Regions from separate parts of the Gossypium hirsutum genome. Here region 2 is linked to region 1. The links are chromatin contacts, called in public Hi-C maps. All regions are on one chromosome and are shown on one strand. The core of a region is the stretch at or near the end of the contact, and the rest is flanking DNA. Distances in the headings are between cores, read along the strand shown. Region 1 holds the start of LOC107900516 (putative oxidoreductase TDA3). Region 2 holds the start of LOC121223038 (probable receptor-like protein kinase At5g24010).

Region 1 (3,545 bases), core at 338-2,837:
ACCTCAAGAACAAGCTCAGCCACAGCAGCACCTGTAGCTGGACCATTGAGTATCCCCCAACAACTGTGACCAGTGGCAACATAACACCCCTTCATCCCTGGAACTTCTCCTATTATCGGCACCCCATCGTCGGTGCATGGCAAGAAACAAGCTTGCTCTGCCTTCACTCGCGCTTCTCCTTCCCTCAGATGGCTCGAAACACTTTTACCCACTCTCTTTAGCATCGCTATTGATGCTGGGTTGCCTACTATTTGCTCTGGATCATCTGGCACCTCTTCCTCCGCTGACATCCCACATATATACACTTCCCCTACCATTCCAAATCACGCTTACTTTTATAACTACAACTATCGTAACATTGCTATGCAATTTTTTTTTTTTAAAAATCACAGTCGTACTTACCAGTTGGACGAGGGTAAACTTCGGGGTCCATGGCTTTGCCGCCCTGCGGATGAAAGCTAAGAAAGAGGGCATGGGGCGTTATGGCACCAGGGTCTTTCGGCTCCAAAACAATACTATGGGCCTTAAGCCCAGAAACTCTGAACATTGAAGCTAACATCTCAAACTTTCCAGTCCAAGGCCCAAGTGATAGAACGACCGAGTCCGACTCAATAACTCGTCCCCCTTCGAGTACAACCGATCCAACTCTCCCCTCCTCAACACGTAGCTGCTCCAGTTTCCCAATCACCACCTCAACACCATATTTCTCGACGGCTGTGTTTAGCAGAGTTCTTGTGAATAATTGAGGATGTACTTGGGCTGTTGTTTGCGTCGTCCCGATTGTTCTAGGCCCACGTGTCGCCCCATCGACCCATGATGGGATCATAGAGTCACCGGACGACTTGGAACCGGACGGAGAAGAAGGCCCTGATTCGGTTACTGTGATGCTAAGAGTGGTCAAGGGCCGATACCCGTACGAGTCGGGGCCGTTGAGTTCTTCGGAGAGTGAACGGTGGAGATTAAAGCTAGCACGCGCGAGTGATTCGACGGGACCACCGTCGCACCAGTCTAGGGCGAGGAACCCGCCTGCTTTTCCGGAAGCGGCACAAGCTACCGAAGATTTTTCAACGAGAGTGACGGCTGCGCCTTTCTTGGCAAGGAAATAAGCCGTGCAAACGCCGATTATGCCTCCCCCGCAGACCACCACGCGCTTTTTCGATCCAGGTTGTTGCCGGTCATCCATTGGTTGCGATAAAGACGATAAGCAGGAGGTGGAAGTGGCGGTTATGACGAGGTCGGGGAGTGTTGGATATTTTCGGATTGGTCGGAAGAGCGATGCTATGGATACCGGCGATGCTGATGATATGACCGCCTTGATATCAAACCGATTGCCTTTTGTAGGAAAGTTGTAGTTTGAGGACACGTGTTATTTAGAATCAATTTCTGGGCGTGACGGAGCTAGGAGGAATGTAACCAGTTTTCGTTGGACAAATGGAAATGGGTTGGATATTCTATAGTCGATTCCACAGTTCCATCAAAATGGGTTTAGTCCACTAAATCTATAGCCCATTTAACTTCCACTTTCTGGTCATAGGTGGCTTGCCCTAAAAGCAAAAAATAATAATATCCAACAAAACAGCAAATTTTAGCATCTTATAGCCTTGAGGTTTAATTCCAAATATTTAGGTCTAATTATACTTTCACCTCATTTCAAATTTAATCTTTTACGTATTTACTTATTTTACTCTTTTGATTTAATAATTGAAATATAATTTTTTTTATTAAATTGAATTATATAATATTTCTGAAATAAAAATTTACTCACCCAATCAATATCACAAAAAACCGATAAGTATATAAAAATATTAAATCTAGAGTTGTAAGGATTTTTATTTTAAATACGAGACACTACATTTCTTCAGCACAATTTTAGAGAAGCTCCAATTTGACACTATTATCAATCAGACTTTAATGGTTAATTGATTTGATTACAACAGTTGTAACTTCAAAAAGGAAAATGATTAAATTTAGTATAAGGATTAAAAGCAAAATTAGAGAGAAAGATTGGAATGTTGGTATGATTTATAAAGGATAATTAGGTAATTTAGTTCACAAACAGTGTAAAGTCATTGGGGAGTGTTTTTTGTTGGATTCCATAATCAGAAACTTAAGATTCAAGTATGAGAAGGTAATGAAATTATGGGGAAGTTGGATGCATGCATGCATGTATGTATGTATGTATGTTTGGGAATGAGAGGGAGCAGACCCCGACCACCACTAATTCCACTTAATTAACATTAATTATGCAATTGTTGGCATATTTTCATGTAATAATTACTTTTTAATTATTTCAAATAATTGTAGGTCGAATGTGGGATTACAGTGAAAAATGACCTAACATATATCAACAACTATCTTTCTCATTCTAATCATCATTCTATAACATTATTATCAATTCGGTCTTTTATACACTTATGCAACTTTAATCCCTTTCAAATGCTAACACTTCAATTTTTTTTATTAAATAAACTTTCTTTTCACCCTCATTAAAAGTTGAATTTTCAATTTAATTTATTTTTTTAATTTTTTTCATTATTTTAAAGTTTAATATAATATTTGATATTTGAACTTAATTTTTTTAATTTAATACTTAAACATTTTTTTGTCCAACTTGATACATAAACTTATCGAATGTTATACAATTACTTCAATATACTACAATATTATTTTTTTTATGAGATAATAAAAATAACCAATATATGACCAACATGAGGCAAATGACATTGATTTTTTTTTGTAGTTTAAATGTTCAATTTTTTGTATTTTTTAAAATTTAAATAATGATTTTATTTTATTTTAGGTAAGCTCTTATTTCTTCTTTAATATCAATTCATTAAGCATAGCTCAAAATACAATTTTTTAACATGAACTTTATCTCATATAGACAATATTTTTTTTAGAATTGAAGACTTTGTGAAGATTATGCCATGTTTTAAGCATATAATTCCTCTTGAGTCATTCCTACCATTAACAGTCAAAATATTCTCAACACCACTGAAAAATAGAATTTGAGCATAATGTTTAGCAAAAAAGGAAACTTCAAATTTTATCTTTTTTTGCCATTAAATTCTATTTTATCTATCACATTGATTATACATTAGTTATTTTTGTCCTCTCGTAAAAAAAAAACTAACACCATCAATGTTTTAGGATAATTTGTATAATATTTGATAAGTTTAGGTATCAAATTAGATAAAAAAATTTAAAACTAAATTAATAAAAAAAAAATACCAATATACTAAATTAGACTAAAAATATTTAAATATCAAATTAAGAAAAAATTTGAAATACCAAATATTAAATCATATTTTAATATCAAAGAGTATATGCCATCCTTCCTATTAATCTAAAAAAAGGGATAAATATTATTTGGTAGCATAATATTTTTATACCGATGTTCATGTTGGTTACAATGAAGTTATTGGAGTGAGGACCCCAATGAAATTGAAGATTCGCACCCAGCCGACAAATTCCCTACTTTCTATCCAATTACCTCCGTCAATCTAAGATGTTTTATTAGTTTTATGACTACTCACAACCTCTGT
Region 2 (3,366 bases), core at 292-2,791, 160 kb after region 1:
CCGGAGAAGGGCCAACTTGAAGATTGTCCACGCTTTGTGTTTCTCCTTTTCAAACTCAGAAGCACTATTGCTACCAAAATAATAACAAATGAACCCCCACCAATGGATCCAACTATAGCAAACAAACTAGTCCTATTACTTTCAAGATTCCCTGGACACGAAACAAAATCTGATTTCTTTATTAACTCCATTATCTCCAGCCCATTCAGAAAGGCAGTTTGATTTGGAGAATTCGGTCGAGGCCCTATACTTATGTTCATGATTCCGGACTCATCAGAATCAACTACAAAATCATAGTAAAATGGAGCAGCCAACTGACCCATTTTATCATATGGATTAATCCTTGCACTAAACTTGTTGTAGATATAGAGATCGAAGATTATGACATTAAGAGATACACTAATTATGTCACAAAAATGGACCCGGACGAAGTGACTTGAACTCTTGCTCACATTAAAACTCCATGTAACATTGAAGAAATTTAGTTGCCTGCTCTCATCTATATTCATTTCTTTTGCAGTCTTATACACAGGGTCTGGGGCAGTATATTCAGTGGCTCCCCCTTCTCGATAGTTAGGTGAATCAGAGAAGAAGTCACTATTCCTTACAGCCATTGGATTAAGCAAGAAACTATCATCCGGTATCCAGTTCCTCCACAATGTATCATTTATTGGTGTGAGGGTAGGCCCTCCAACATTAATCCTAAAGAGTGTATGCAACACCTGAGAAGACAAACCATCAAAAGAAATTCTACTTCCTGCAGGAGTAACAAGAGGAGCGGTATCGGGGATGAAATCCTCAGGGGCAAGAAAGACTTCGATGGCGTTTACGAAAGCCAAGTTTGATCCTTGGGAAGGTATGAAGCAGATCCTAAATCTCTTTTCATTGATGGTGACCAAAAATTCTTTGATGATAGGTGAACTAATACTGTTCCTGAAAGTAAAGTTTGATAATAGCCAAAATCCTGAAGCTGAGACATTAAATTTAGCTGTGGCTAGATTAGAATCAGATGAAGAAACAAAGAAATGGAGACGCACAAAGTAGGTGCCGTTCTCATTAATTACAAACTCGTAAAAGAAAGGGCGTCGATAGATTCTTGCAGATTGATAGAGTTGAGATGATGAAGGATTTGCATGAGGGACAGGGCCGCTTTGCCCTACAAAGAAGGAAACACCGGAATTCAGGTCACCGACAAATTTCCGACCTCCGCTGCCTGAGACATTAGAATTTGATCCACAATTGATGAAGTACTTATGTGGAGGTGTGTAAGCTGATGAAAAGGGAAGAAGCAGCAACAACTGGAGGAGGAGGAGGTTTTGAAGCTTTTCCATTGGAGGAATGAAATGGTAAAGAGGCAAGTGTAACTAAGAATAGAAGGGGGTAGACAGCTTGAAACCGAATAAAGGAAATTGAGAATTGTTGATAAAAGAGGACCATTTAGCTATACTTTTAATGGTGTGGAAGCTGGAAAGCATTGCAATTTCCTTGAGACTTTGGAGGCAGTTAAAAGTAGATGAATTATTAGTCTAAAAAGAAAGATGATTGTTCTTTAACTTTAATAAAGAAGTAGGGTATGTCAACCTAAAAGATTATCTTTCTTTAACTTTAATAAAGAACCAAAGTTATTGCGTTCATATTACCTACATTTCTTTTACTATTTTTGTCCTCAAACCACATATTTTCTTTTAAAATAACTTAAAAAATTGGTACGAATTTGAAAATTAATTACTTTTTCTAACCAATAAATATATTCCAATACCTTGATTCTCAGTTGTGAGTTTGTTGAACAGTTGGAGTCTTTTAATTTCTGTGTGAAACTCTTGCATAATAAGAAAACATTTTTAGATGCTTGCAAATTGGAACATGTCTATTTTTTAATTCCATCCTTTTACTTTATTAATTTTGAAAAACTAATCCTTTTATTTTCAACCATCATCATATTTAATAAAAATTTAAAAAGTTGTTTAGTTGTTGATAAACATATTAATCAAAATTATTGATTTTTATTAATTTGTTGTATATAAAATATTACTTTTTTTTTGTTTATAAATTGTTTTTAGTGTTAATTCCAACTCAACATTTTAATCACAATGTTTAATAATTTTATCCAAATTGGACTAATTTTTTAATTTTTGTAAAATACGAAAAAAAAATGTCCTATAAATTAACTTCTCAATTTTTCTAGGAATTTGGTTTTTCTTTTCTTTTTGGAGTTTGAGATTAAAGTGGCAATGAGTTTCGATTGTGAATTGGTCATTGTCTGCCATAAGTGAGACACCTATTTAAAAGATATCTCCTTTTAAGGAATTTAAAATTTCATTATTATATAATTATGGTATAGTTTTGAGTTCATATGCGATACTGTTTTTACTATAGAAAACATAAATAATCTTCGACTCATTATTTTGAGAAATATTTTTTTTAATTTTGTTAAAATATTTTCGAAATATTTATTATATTCTACTAATTATAAATGAAAAGTTGAAGTATTTATAATGTTATAATATTTATAAGTGAAAGGTTAAAAGCAATAAACCTTACTTTTTCCACCCACTAATTTGTACACTTTAACTTTTATTTGTAAAAATTTTTAATTTTTCTTTTGGTAGAAAAGAACAGCATAAAGCGATTATAAAAAAACACACATCTTAGGACATATGAAAGCTCTTTTTATCAACCAATAGAAGTTATTGGATCGATATTGAAGGTTCTTAAAAAACCATTAGACTTGGAAGACCAGATACCGCAAGTCTTGCCCTATGAACTGCAACTGCGTTTTGGGATCTAGGAACATGGCGAATGCGCATCTTCCATTTACGATTAAAGATACCATGAATCACATGTAGGTCCACCATTCTGCTATTAACAGATCCACCAACCAACAATAATTCTACTAAAAGTGCATTATCACATTCTACCTCAACCTGTCGAAATCCTATCCCCATGCAACACGCAAACCCTTTAGCACAACTCTCACTCCCATCTTGAAAATATTTTCCTGCGGAAAGTGAATTAACATGTAGCCATATCATTGTCATTGTCATTGCTATCCTCACCCAATGGTAGTCCTAAATTAGAGCTATCATCCTCCATGATTGAATTGAAGCTTCAACGCCTCGATCAATATTATTCAATATTCCTTCCACTGCCACTTCCAAGTCCACTGTAAATGGTTTATTTTATAATACAGTCACTCCAAACCTATTGCTCAAGTTGTCAATTGCCTTCTAGAGCTATTGCAATTTCAGTCTAATAGTGCTAATCATGCTTATTATAGATATACGTACTAATCGTGCATTGGATGCTTTAACGCCTCGTCTAATAGTGCTAATTGTGCATATTATAAATATGTGTACTCTTTTTCCT

What was found. Hi-C and Micro-C count contacts between places; a contact is called where the count stands out from the background.
Region 2: a contact with region 1 is called in a Hi-C map of leaf, with 1.8 times the contacts expected there. The contact joins the promoter of LOC121223038 here to the promoter of LOC107900516 in region 1. A contact is called at or near these places in 3 of 34 Hi-C or Micro-C datasets (all in leaf).

What each region holds. Positions count from the first base shown.
Region 1 is chrD11:26,694,164-26,697,708 of Gossypium_hirsutum_v2.1, forward strand. LOC107900516 (putative oxidoreductase TDA3) reads right to left here and starts at 1,588. Exons shown (of 2, transcript XM_016826141.2): 1 at 403-1,588; 2 at 1-310. The coding sequence starts at 1,183.
Region 2 is chrD11:26,857,253-26,860,618 of Gossypium_hirsutum_v2.1, forward strand. It overlaps LOC121223038 (probable receptor-like protein kinase At5g24010), which reads right to left and starts at 1,542. Exons shown (of 1, transcript XM_041103967.1): 1 at 1-1,542. The coding sequence starts at 1,331.